Regions from separate parts of the Mus musculus genome. Here region 1 is linked to region 2. Evidence: chromatin contacts called from public Hi-C data. All regions are on one chromosome and are shown on one strand. Each heading gives the region's core, a stretch centred on a gene start, on an enhancer-like site or on the middle of the called end of the contact. The rest is flanking DNA. Distances are from core to core; before and after follow the strand shown.

Evidence for each region. A called contact is a pair of places that touch in the nucleus more often than the background predicts.
Region 1: a Hi-C map of uterus shows a contact between it and region 2, with 2.8 times the contacts expected there. The contact joins two enhancer-like sites. A contact is called at or near these places in 1 of 484 Hi-C or Micro-C datasets (uterus) and 1 of 9 other capture datasets (embryonic stem cells).

What each region holds. Positions count from the first base shown.
Region 1 is chr13:60,405,867-60,412,804 of GRCm38.p6, reverse strand. No RefSeq gene overlaps it. Among named protein-coding and RNA genes, the nearest start is that of Gm35333, 25 kb to the left of the region's middle. Within about 2 kb of position 2,539, at least 98 of the 459 cell types and tissues checked have an H3K27ac peak or open chromatin away from gene starts, as enhancers often do. A contact at or near this core is called in uterus, where this site is marked.
Region 2 is chr13:60,096,652-60,102,737 of GRCm38.p6, reverse strand. All of the region lies in intron 1 of A530065N20Rik (RIKEN cDNA A530046M15 gene), which reads right to left. Among named protein-coding and RNA genes, the nearest start is that of Gm46420, 27 kb to the left of the region's middle. Within about 2 kb of position 2,702, at least 17 of the 459 cell types and tissues checked have an H3K27ac peak or open chromatin away from gene starts, as enhancers often do. A contact at or near this core is called in uterus, where this site is marked.

The sequences.
Region 1 (6,938 bases), core at 1,290-3,789, 310 kb before region 2:
GTTGGAGTAGGTGAGACCATGTTGGAGTGGGTGAGGCCATTTTAGAGTGGGTGTAGCCTTGATGGAGTAGGTGTGTCACTGTGGGCTTTAAGACCCTCATCCTAGCTGCCTGGAAGTCAGTATTCTGCTAGCAGCCTTCAGATGAAGATATAGAACTCTCAGCTCCTCCTGCACCATGCCTGCCTGGATGCTGCCATGCTCCTGCCTTGATGATAATGGACTGACCCTCTGACCTGTAAGCCAGCCGAATTAAATGTTGTCCTTTATAAGAGCTGCCTTGGTCATGGTGTCTGTTCACACCAGTAAAACCCTAACTCAGTCAGCCTTGCTAGAAGAAGTATGTCACTGGAAGCAGGTTTGGAGAGTTTAAAGACTCATGGTGTTCTAGTCTGCTTTTCTGTTTGCTTGCTGTTCAAGACATGAGCCTCAGCTTTCTGTTTCCGCTGCTATGAGTGCCATTTGTTTCCCACTCTCCCCGCTGTGACACACTCTTATCCCTCTGCAACCATAAGCCAAACTCTCCTTCTATCAGCTGCCTTGGTCATGGTGACAACATAACTAATACATAACTAATACATAGCCATGGGCAGATACTGCCTTGGGTGACTCTTGTGAATTTATCTAAAGATATCAAGCCCAGAGAAACAAACAGAAGCAAGGTGGTTACTTCAGGCTAGGTTGCAGATGGGCGTGGTGTGTGGTTAAAGGATACAATGTTTCCATTAGGAATAAGTTCCAAGAGTCTACTGTACCACACAGTGACAATTGCTGATAATAATTTGTAATATACATGGAAATTGGTGCATAGATTTAAAATGTACTCATCGTAAATATATAGCACAATGATATGTTAGTTGTCTTGATTTAATCATACCACAATGTATATAGATAGGCCAAAACATCACATTGCATACTATGAATATATTATTCATACTCATTCAGAAAAAAATAATGGACCTGTCTGTGAGCTCATGTGACTGGATGTCCACACCAGACCCATGCCCTAACCTACTTTCTTGTCTTTGAAGATATCTCCACTAGAGATGAGGCTGGAGGTGGTGGGGGTTACCAAGGGCTGCCCTGGAACTGGTAACTCTACCTGAAGCCTCTTGTGAAATTCTTAAGAGATGTGATGCCACCCTGCCTGGACCACATAGGATTCGTTATATGATTGACAGGGGCAGGGGACATCTGGGTCAGACCTTTGATCACAAATGCAAAGATCATTCCTCCTCAGTCTTGCGTCTGCTGCTGTTTCTAGGCCTGGTCTCAAAGTCCAACAAGCTTGTGTTTTGTAAGATTGCTTTTTCATGACTGAGTCTTTGAGAAGGAAGGGCCAAAAAGGTAACGAACTCCAGTCTGTCTTCGGTGAGCTGCACCTGCCTAAAGCATTTCCACACTCCCACTCTAATGGCGACTTACCTTTCTTAATGACCATGGAAGATTGTAGTTTCTCTTTGTTGTAACTGGAATGCTAAAGCTGAACAGCCCTGATATGAAGATCTGAAATCAATATACTCCAGTCCCCTAAAACGTCCTGAGGACCCACACAGCCTTCCAAGATCGGTATAGGTTGGGACATTTTGCACTTTTGATACTTTGGGTTAGGTGTGTTCAACTGCAATGCCCACTTTCTGTTCCTGTACCTTTTTGGATAAGGGTTATATAGTCAATCCTGCATTTATCTTTATAGTTTTACTTTTCTTTTTTTAAGGACCTATATTCAATAAGGAGAAGCTCAGTATTCCAATGGTGGAGGCTGCCAAGGGATCATGTGGTTTAACCCTCAGTTTTCCAGAGGAGGAAGCCAAAGTAGCAGGAGGAGAAGAACCTTTCCCAAGTCTCAAAGCATCCTTTATTAAGGCTCGTGGCCGCCTGCTTGCACAATCTCCGAGCTGCTTCTCTTCCCCTTATTATCACAGTAGGAAAGAGAATCACTAAGATGTAATTTTACTCCTAGTTATGTGTGCACATGTGCATTTGTGCGTGGGTTTGTGCAGGTACACAAGTACCTGGATGTTAGAAGATGGTGCTGGGTCCCCTGGAGCAGAAGTTGTGAGACTTGGGTGCTGGCAACCAAACCCAAGTCCCCTGGAAGAGCAGAAAGCATTCGTAAGCACCGAGCTCTTGATCTAACCTCAACTCTCTGCTTACTATAAATAGCCCTTTAGAGAAGAGATTGTCAAATGAAAGCATTTTAAAAATCCAAATATTCTCATCACAGTAGTATGAGTTTATTCACAGACCCACAGACAGACAATGAAGTGGTCACCAGAAGATATGATGTGGCCTCCTTAGGCCTTGGTTCTCTTGTGCCCTAGGATCTCTGTGTCCAGTCACCAGTAGATTCAGGGATGGGCATTTAGAGAAGGCCTGTGAGACCCGGTGGGGTAGGAGATGGCTTGCAGTTTACAGGCCTGTGCAGGCTTCATCTCCAGTACTGGTTTTCTAACACTGCCCTTCCAGTTGGCATCTGCCTGTTCTCAGTTGTGGCTGTGTGGGGGAGGTAGAAGCGCGTGCTTCCAAGCCCTTGGGGATGCAGTAATGAGAACCATGTGTACACGGAATGCTGAAGGAGCCACACCTGGGACGTATTCAACCCATGACAGACACCCGTGTGGCCAAAAAAAAAAAAAAAAAAAAAGCCAGTGCCTTTTGACTGTGCCTGTTTTATGAAAATATGCAAGCAAACACACACACACACACACACACACACACACACACACACACACACACACACCGATAAAATTGCTGTGGAATCTAAGATTTATGTGTGATTTCTCCCTTCCCTCCCTTTCTCCCCCTCCCTCTCTTTCTTTTGTCTCCATAAATTGCAAAAGGCTTGGCCGCACTTAGACCAAGGAGAGCCAGGGAAAGAGCAAGCCTGAGTCAGAAGGGAAAATCAGCTCTCTTCTGCCTGGCGCACACCCCCTTCCTTCCCCCAGGGACTCTCAAGTTACCTTCCTAATGAAAAACAGGCCTTTCAAAAAATGACTTGAGACCAAATGAAAAACGATTCGCATCTGAGCCTCGGCTGTTGGGGATGGGCCCTAGGATTTATGACGAGGAATTTTGTGGCTCCCTACCCCGCCATCCAAGTCCTGGAATTACTAGGAATATGGGGATAAGAGAGACTGGCTGTAACTAATTCCATCAACAACAAACAGACAAACAAAACCAACCAAACAAAAAGCAACATCAATAACAAAAAAACCCATATACTGACTCTGCATGAACCATGTTTTCGCTCATTTTGCTATGAACACGCGAATAAGCGATCTCCTGCTGCTCTGGACTCCAGGATCCCAAAGTTCTGGGTATCGTTCAAAGCAGAGGGGTGGGGACAGAGGGCTTGCAGGGTGAACACTGCCTGCTGCTGGTTTGGCTGAAGGTGCCCATTAAGACGGCTATTGGTCTGTCCCACTCTGCCTCCTGCCTTGGGTCCCCCCTATTTCTTGAATTGTGTTCAGTAACAGCCCTCTGGTAAGTATACCACTGGCTTCCTGTATACCCTTGTTCCCTGGTGTTATCCTTAGGGCTTTATTGCTGTGAAGAGACACCATGACCACAGCAACTGTTATAGAGAACATTCAATTGGGGCTGGCTTACAGTTCAGAGGTTCAGTCCATCCTTGTCATGGTGTAAGAAACATGGTGGAAGGCAGACAGACAGAAATGGTGCTGGAGAAGGAGCCGAGAGTTCTCTATCTGGATCCACAGACAGCAGGAAAAGCAAATGACCCACGCCCGACCTAGCTTGAACATCTGAGACTTCAAAGCCAGCCCCTGCCGTGACACACTTCCTCCAAGGCCACACCTCTGAATAGTGCCCCTCCCTATGGGTCAAACATGCAAACACACAAGTCTGTGGGGGCCATTCCTACTCAAACCACCAGGAAGCTGGCATTTCCTGAATTGTGCCATCTCAGCCATCCTGCCTGTACAACCTCACCATCCCAGGTCTCCTTCTTCTTTTTCCCTAAGTGGGTTTCTGCCTCTGCCAGGTGCTGCTTCCCTGTGTGAAGGACCAATTCTGCCCCACTGTAGTATGGAAGGAAGCATCTCTGGTACCCACAGGCCCTAAACTCCTTGGATGAAGGGAATATATCCATTGTCTCTGAAACCCCAGCTGTGTTCAGGAACTCCAGTGTAATCATTAAGGTTCGCTTTTCCTATGGCTCAGATGTCTATGCTCTAGTGTTTGCTTATTCTTTTAGGTAGCGTCTCATACCCACCCCAACAAGGGATAATCAATCCAGGGTCATTATCTCTAGCTCATCCAGAATGACAAAGAGCAAGATACTTCCTTCTGGACTCACTCACTCCTGGGATGTCTCTGGCTGGCAAAAGTGAGTCGGGCACCTTCTTCCACCCATTCTGTGGCTCTGTGGATTATGTGCCTTGATGCCCAGGTTAGTGACATTTGGCCCATTTCTGAGACTGGAGGTATAGTCCCCAAAAGTCACATTGTAGAAGTAGGTCATGCTCGAAGTGTTCAAAACAACAGAGAGCAGATATTATAGATGAAAACGGATGGCTATTGCATTTGAGACAAAGATGGAGGCAGAGCTAGCCTGTCCACAAAGCCAGAGTACAGAAGTGCTTTTTGACCATGGCCAAGGCTGGCAACACATGTACAAACGCATTCTCTTCTGCCCTGCACTTGGAGTTGAGAGATGGCCCTGTTCTATAAAGTGAAATGTATCCTTGACTGGAACAGAAAGGTAAAGCTACTTTCTCCAGGCATGTGGAGGGTTCCCTGGATCATCTTTTGTAACCCCTGACTGTAGGAATACAAAGAAGATGTGTTCTAATGACTGCTCCTTTGTCAGACTTACTGGGTGAAAGCCAAACAAGAGAAGGGCTGAAGCCAGAGACTCTTCAGGTAGGCAGTACCATGCTGGAGTGGGAGGATCAACCGGGAAGGAGTGAGGAGGGGAGGCGGTGTTAGCCTCATTGTTCCAATGGAGTCTGTATATCTAAGCAGGCATTAATGGTGGGCAGGTCCCTCCTTCTCTGCTTTATTTATCTATCAATCATTTCTTTCTATTTACTGGGAGTACCTTAGAGTATCTGGCATACCCTAAGTTTTCAGTAAATACATTTGAGTGAACAACACCTGGGGAAACCGCCATTCGTTTCACAGTTATAGGGAAAGTGAGCTTGAAGTGACAGCCCTGGAGTTGATGCTCCTGGTGTGAGCTTCTGCCATCAAGAAGCAGAGTGGTTTCTTGGCATCCATGGGGAAGGCTCCAAGGCTGCCAAGGGTATCAGTGTCTGTACACGCTCAAGTCTTTCACATAAGTAGGGCAGTATTTGTATATAACCGCTCTCATCCTCTGCATGCTGTCAAAGATCAAGTGCTATGTAAGTAACTGCACTGCATTGCTTAGGGAATAACAGGGCAGAGGCTCTGCACATGCCCAGTGCACAGGAATTATTTGGGGGTGTTTTTATGATATGGTTGAGTGAATTTCAGGTGGAGAACTGTCAGGGAGGGAGGAATGGCCATCCATGCAAGGTTAATAGAACCCTTTTGATTTGAATAGCATGATAAAGATGATGAATGAAAATAATAGCTCATGGTGGGGCTTGACTGCTCTCAGTCCCCACTACTCACACAGCCTCTTTCCCTATTCCTCCTCCCCTTCACCTCTGAGAAGGGGGAGGTCCCTCTCAGGAACCAACCCACCCTGGGACATCAAGTCACTGCAAGACAAGATACATCCTTTCCCACTGAGCCCAGACAAGCCAGCCCAGTTAGGAGAGCAAGATCTACAGGCAGGCAACAGTGTCAGAGTAAGCCCCACTCCAGTTGTTGGGGGACCTGCAGGAGTTTGTGTGAGAGTTCTAGATCCAGCCCTTGTATGCTCTTTGGTTGGTGGTTCAGTCTCTAGGAGCCCCCAAGGGTTCAGGTTAGTTGACTCTGTTGGTCTTCCTGTGGCGTTCCCATCCTCTCCAGGTTCCTCAATCCTTTCCCCAGCCCTTCCGCGAGACTCCCTGGGCTCCACCAACTGTTTTTCTGTGGGTCTCTGTGTTATTCAGTGCAACCAACCTTGCTTACTGAAGTGAAAAAATACGATTTATTCTCTTGCATGAACAGTCCACATTATTCCAGGAATTCCTTGGGCAATTGGGGCTTACAGGTAGGTTTTACATGTTAGAGGCATTTTGTTTTCTAGGTCTCTTAAGCACAGCAATTAAAACTTAAAGCACGACGTTAGCCCTCAAAGAATCAAGCAGAGGTTGTCATATGTGCAGGTGATAGAACTTCGGTTGCAGATAAAGTTATGGAGTGCTTTGTGCTTCTGGTGCTACTGACACAAAGTGCTTGGCATCAAATAATAAATTCATCGTTTCATTGTACAGGAGACCAGCTGGAATGGGTGGCAAAGGGCAAGAGCCACAGTTTTTGGAGCTGTTAGCTCTCCTTGTCAATCCTAACACAACCCACAGTATTTCTCTATTTATGGACATTACTTTCTAAGGCAGACAGTTCTCCAGATGAAGCCATCCCTTGATCACGGTGGCCCACAGAAGGCTTTAGCTCATTCATTCATTCATCATTTAGCTCTAGAATGATCTAGAATGTGGTCTGCTGAACATATGATGGCTGATTGTGTTGTCTCTTCTACGAAGACAACCTCTCTGGTCCTGGGTTTTTATTCTTAGAGGCTACTGAGGGTGTGTACATAGCAGTCTCTACAAACCCAGTTAGAACTGGCCTCAATCTGTTGTGTAAAAACAACGTTGGCACTGACTTTGTGACCATCTTCCTTTTTGTACTTTTATTTATTCAGTTTTAATTCACTCTCCTGGAAAGACTACCAAAATGTGGCAAAGGGAAGTGGCTCTGGATCCAAGTCCAGGCTCTCTGACCTTGGCAAGCTCCAGAGTCTCACTGTCTCCAATCTCCCCATCTGTAACCAGAAACATCTA
Region 2 (6,086 bases), core at 1,453-3,952:
AGCACTCAGCAGTGCTTACAGCCTCCATTGTTTTCCTCTAAAATCATGGTCCATGCGAAACCCACTGGCTGCCCTGGTGTTAGGTCTCTTACAGTTCTTTTATTCAACAACCGTACAAACCCTCTCATTTTTTTTCAGTCCGCTGATTTGTTGGTGAAACAGTTCATTTTTCCCAATATCCTTGCCATAAATCTCTTCTCTGCTAAAACAAGCCAGGATGGACTTCATTTGGCAGACAAAAAGATGGACCCTCTGGCCTCAGTTTCACAAAGGAGGAAATTGAAGTTCAAAGGGGTTAAGAAATGTGTGGACTTTCTAGTCTAGTGTCTAGTGTCACAGCTGGAGATGAAATTGAACTCTCTGTGTGTGTGTGTGTGTGTGTGTGTGTGTGTGTGTGTGTCTGTGTGTGTGTGTGTGTGTCTGTCTGTCTGTCTCTATCTCCTCTCTCTCTCTCTCTCTCTCTCTCTCTCTCTCTCTCTCTCTCTCTCTCTCTCTCTCTCCTCTTTCCTTTCTCCTCTCTCACCCGTCCTCACCCATCTGTATACTGAAGCCATCAGACTTTTCCTAGGCCCTCTTTTCTCTGTCCCCTCCCCTCCCCTCCCCTCCTCTCCTTTTGCTCCTCCTTTCCCTCTTCCTCTCTCAGTCCTCTTTCCTCCCTTACCTTCCCTCCCCCCCTTTATACTAAAGCCTTCTAACTTCTCCTAGACACTCTCCCCTCCTCTCTTCCCCCTCTTATCTCATTTCTCCCACATGTGTATACTAAGGCCACCAGGCTTCTTCCAATCATTTCCCACACTCCCAAGTTCACTTTAGCAGTGGCAAGGCCGGGGTCAGAGCCTTTGGATCCTCACTGTAGCAACTGCATCTGTGCATCTAGGATCATCCTGAACCCTCCAGCAGCGAACCGGAGAAGAGCCCAGTCGGTGGGCACTGGCTTTACTGCAGCCTGTTACAGTTCCTTCCAGAGCACAGGTGCAGATGTGGCTATAAATCAGTAGGTTCCATGCAAATTTCTTTATCAAAAGTGCAGCCTAGACCAGCCCTAGCACCTAGGAGTTTGCTAGAAGGCAATTAGCTCTTCTAAGTCAGACATTCTAGGGGTGGAGCTAGGCTCCTAAATGATGCTCATGCCTGACTCAGTTTCAAAGTATACGCTTCTGCCAATTCCTATGAACATACACTCCCCCAATCCAAGACCCTCTCAAGGGACACCCACTCTGCAATTTCGGAGTCCTCCCTCAGCAGCAGCCCTTCACCTGCCCTTGGCGGTTACCTGCCAACATCGGCCAGTAGGGAAATATTACTCCTTTTGGATGTCATGATCTAATCTCTTCTCCCTCTGTTTTCAATGCTATCATCAGAAAACTTGGATTTCATGCAAAACGACCCTCAAATCTACATCAACTCCTTGAAGAAGGCAGGGTGCGCTAAAGGGCCTGATGAAGCTTTCCGTCCTTGGTCTGGTCCCCAGTTTCAATCATCTGTGTGGGCTGATGAGGGACTGGGAAGAGCAGGCAGAAATTTTGAGGGGGCACAATGGTAAATTAAATAGGGATCTGACTGCTAAGGGAGGAGAAGCTGAAGGTCTTGTAAGATCTTTCATCTGTACTGTTCCTTCACACCCTGTGAAGCCCCATTTACCCTGGGCTACCACATCCCTGTTCTTTACAGATAGCACTCTGCCCAAATTCTCATCCATGGATTCACATAATCTCCTCCATGATGAGTAGAGCCAGACAGTTGGCTCCTTGTGCCTGCTGGCACCTGTCACATGTCCCCATCTGGGCCATAACTGTTGAGTCTTCCCCAGGGCACCACTGGGCATCAGACTTGGATTTGAGGAGGCCCAGATCATCTGGCCCTCAGTGGCCTGCCCTCCGTGTGTTCTTGGATCAGTGCTCAGACTCATCTCTGCAGCCAATATTATAAGGTAAATTAAAACCGCGGGGCCACTCTTTGAAAGACACCATCTGTTGCTCTACTCCAGTACCTTCTTGAACAGAGTGACACTCGTGAGTTGTTTTATACTTCTCTTCTTGACCAGCTCAGATTTCTCCCTCCAAATTTCTCACCAGAAGGAAATGAGCAGATCTCCCTACATTGTGTCCTGTAACAGCTATGTGGCAGGTACACACATCCACACACACAGGCTCCCCTTCCCCAGTATTTTCCCTTGGAAATGTTGATGAAATTCTCCCATAGCGGCTAGCCCCAGGGACACAGATTTTTACATTGAACATTGGACATTTCTGGGAAGGGTTGATCCCATAACATTTGGACTCGGTATTTAGAGTTTGTGTCGGGTCATGTCTTATCCACAACATCACCCCACTTCATTAAGTGGAAAGGAACTGTATTGCCAGAGTTACAAAAACAAGCTGTTCTTTAACAGAGCCGGTTATCTGAGCCCAGACCCTCCTTCTTGGAGCCTGGAGAGGTAGGCTGTCAGGGGTGGGGGGCGGGAGCGGGGGCCTGGAGGGGTAGGGTAGGCTGTCAGGGTTGAGGGGGGTGGAAACTGCGGTCTTTACAAAGTGAGCAAGCAGTGATGCGTGTGCCAAGGTGCCTGGCCTCAGAGAACAATAAAGGGAATCTCTTTTATCCCCCACCTTTGCCGGTTTTCTCCATTTCTTTTAGGGCTGTCACGGGCTCTTAACATGATATAAGGAGGCGCCTGAGGATCATTTGCTTCTCTTGGCATGGGAACAGTGAAAGTCTCTGTTTGCCATCAATCTTGCCTCTCTCCCTCAACTCCTTCTCACCAGGCCCCAGAGTGAAAAACGAGAACATTCCGATCTCGCATGTTAAACCATAACTAATTATTATTAGATCGGTTTTCGCTCTCTCCCGGCCCAAACGTCAAAAGTAGAAGTCTTAATTTACTAGCTCCAGTAGGTCTCTAGCCAGCGTGGGGAGGAGATGGGATGCTTCCAGAGACAACCCAAGTTTAACTGGCTACAAGAGGGGGCTACAAGAGATAGCTGAGATCAAGGATGCTCCTCTAGCAGATCCAGATCAATTCCCAGCACCCACAAGGCGGCTCACACCCATCTGTGACTCCAGTTCCGGGAGATCTCACACCCCCTTCTGGTGTATATGGGTACTGCATGCATGTGGTATGTACATACACAAGACTGGCAAAACACATCCGGTAAATAAACAAGTCTTTTTAAAATAGATATTCAGGGTCAAAGAGTACACATGGAGGGACCCATGGCTTCAGCTGCATATGTAGCAGAGGATGGTCTTATCTGGCATCAGTAGAAAAGGAGGCCCTTGGTCCTGTGGAGGCTTGATGTCCCAGCATAGGAGCATGTTAGGGCAGTGAGGTCGGAGTGGGTAGGTGAGTGGAGGAGCACCCTCATAGAGGCAAAGGAGAGGGAGATGGGATAGGTGGTTTGCAGAGTGGAAACCAGGAAGGGAGACAGCATTTGAAATGAAAATAAATAAAATAACCAATAATAATAATAAAAAGATATTCAGTAAGAGGAATGCCAACTAAATTCTCAACATTCTATTTCATGGTCACCAAAATGAACCGAGCTGTCAGTACCATCACTTTAGAGAGTCATATGCCATTATCTGGTCAATGCGGAAAAGAAAGGCATTTTGTCGTGACCTTAGTTCCGTTGAATGGAGATGATTTGGTAAGCTCTGAGATACCACGGCATGAAACTGACACTAGAGTATAGTGCAGGCAGCAATGCCCCTCAGAACTGTCCTGAGCACATCCAGCAAAAATCATTAAATTCATGGTTGTGACGTAGACATTCCCATGCTACAGCTGAGAAACTAGAAGTGTAGATGTTTTGATTAACGTAGACAAGCCAAGTATAAGACAGATGACTTACATCCAGGCAGCTATTCTCAAATGCTACAGGGTGTTTGGCTCTTTCTGTTGTTGTTGTTGTTGTTGTTGTTGTTGTTGTTGTTATTATTATTAAAATAGGATCTCAGCATGCAGTCTGGCAGTGACAGGTCTGAATTTTGAGATCCTCCTACTTCATTCAGCCTCTGGAGTGACAGGATTATAGGTGTGTACCGCTATGCCTGCCTGAGACTGTGTGACACTCTGGGTCACACTGAGGCAGCAGACAGGGAACAGAGTTTAGAGCAGGAGTGGGCTGTGCTATGACTCTCAAAGGCTGTCCCCAGTGACTCACTCTGACCAGCCACGCCTACCCCAAAGGCCCACACCTGCCCTAAACAGCACCACTAATTGGGGAACATGTGTTCAACACATGAGCCTGCAAGGGACATTTTACATTCCAGCCATAAAGGACATTAAACTCCAAAGTGTTCCACAAACTCAGTCTTTATAATGCTGGCTCAGAAAGATGTTGAGCGCTTTGAAAAATGAAAGAACAAAAACCTTTTTTAAAATGGCTGAAGAGATGACTCAGAGGTTAAGAGCCCCCATTCTTCTAAACTTAAAGAGCCAAAGGATCCAGATTTGATGCCCAGCATCAAAGGTCGGTGGTTCACATCCATTACTCAAGCTCCAGGGCATCTGACACTCTTTCCCGACCTAGATGGGCACACACGTAGTTATACATTTATACAGACACATGCACAAACACATCAACAAACATTAAATCCTAAGAAACTGTTTTGTAAAATGGAGCCAAATGTCATGCCAGAAAACCTCTTGTGTCTATTATCTAAACCAGGGGAGTGACAAAACGTAGACATGGGCCACACTGGCTGCCATTTGGTCTGGTGAGCACCAGTGTCCTGGCACACCACCATGCCCTGTTGTTTATAATGAAGCGACAGCTCCTTCTGGCCTCAGGAGTCAAGCGGTTGAAGTATAGTCTAGACAGCAGGTAAGGCCTAAAATCTCAGTCTCTCTCTTCTCTGTACAGGAAAAGTGTACTATGCTAGCCCCTGACCTAAATGCATGGAAGCAATCACCCCTGTGGGATGACGACCAGGGAGTGACTTACGGCTTCCACAGTCGGCCCTCCTTGCTGATTCAACACTCACACTTCTTTCATTAAGCACTGGTTATGTATGTGGCTTCCCGGCAGGGAGAGGTTATGTAAATGAGCAATTTTACCCCTGAAATGGTTAAGGGAGAACTTTCCAAACCTTAATTACGTCATTTCCTTTATGAACACCAATACAATAAATAAAACTAAAAATGTACTCTCTGCTGTGCTGTGCTGTGCTGTGATGTGCTGTGCTGTGCTGTGCTGTGCAGTGCTGTGCAGTGCTGTGCTGTGCTGTGCTGTGCTGTGCTGTGCTGTGCTGTCCTGTCCTGTGCTGTGTGCTGTGCTGTGCTGTGCTGTGCAGTGCTGTGCTGTGCTGTGCTGGGCTGGGCTGTGCTGTGTGTGCTGTGCTGTGTGTGCTGTGTGTGCTGTGCTGTGCTGTGCTGTGCTGTGCTGTGCTGTGCTGTGTGCTGTGCTGTGTGCTGTGCTGTGTGCTGTGCTGTGTGTGCTGTGCTGTGCTGTGCTGTGCTGTGCTGTGCTGTGTGTGCTGTGCTGTGCTGTGCTGTGCTGTGCTGTGCTGTGTGTGCTGTGCTGTGCTGTGCTGTGTGTGCTGTGCTGTGCTGTGCTGTCCTGTGCTGTGTGCTGTGCTGTGCTGTGCTGTGCTGTGCTGCGCTGCGCTGCGCTGTGCTGTGCTGTGCTGTGCTGCGCTGTGCTGTGCTGTGCTGTGCTGTGTGTGCTGTGCTGGGCTGTGCTGGGCTGTGCTGGGCTGTGCTGTGCTGTGCTGTGTGTGCTGTGTGTGCTGTGCTGTGCTGTGCTGTGCTGCGCTGCGCTGCGCTGCGCTGTGCTGTGCTGTGCTGTGCAGTGCTGTGCTGTGCTGTGCAGTGCAGTGCTGTGCTGTGCTGTGCAGTGCTGTGCTGTGCTGTGCTGTGCTGGGCTGGGCTGTGTGTGCTGTGCTGTGTGTGCTGTGTGTGCTGTGCTGTGTGTGCTGTGTGTGCTGTGCTGTGCAGTGCTGTGCTGTGCTGTGCTGTGCTGTGCTGTGCTGTGCTGTGCTGGCCGGCTGTCTTCACAGCACTGAAGACTGCAGGCAGCGCATAAGCAGTGGGTTTGCGGTTACTGTCTGTTGTCTGCTTCTGGGCCTGAGCTGAGGTATATATCATA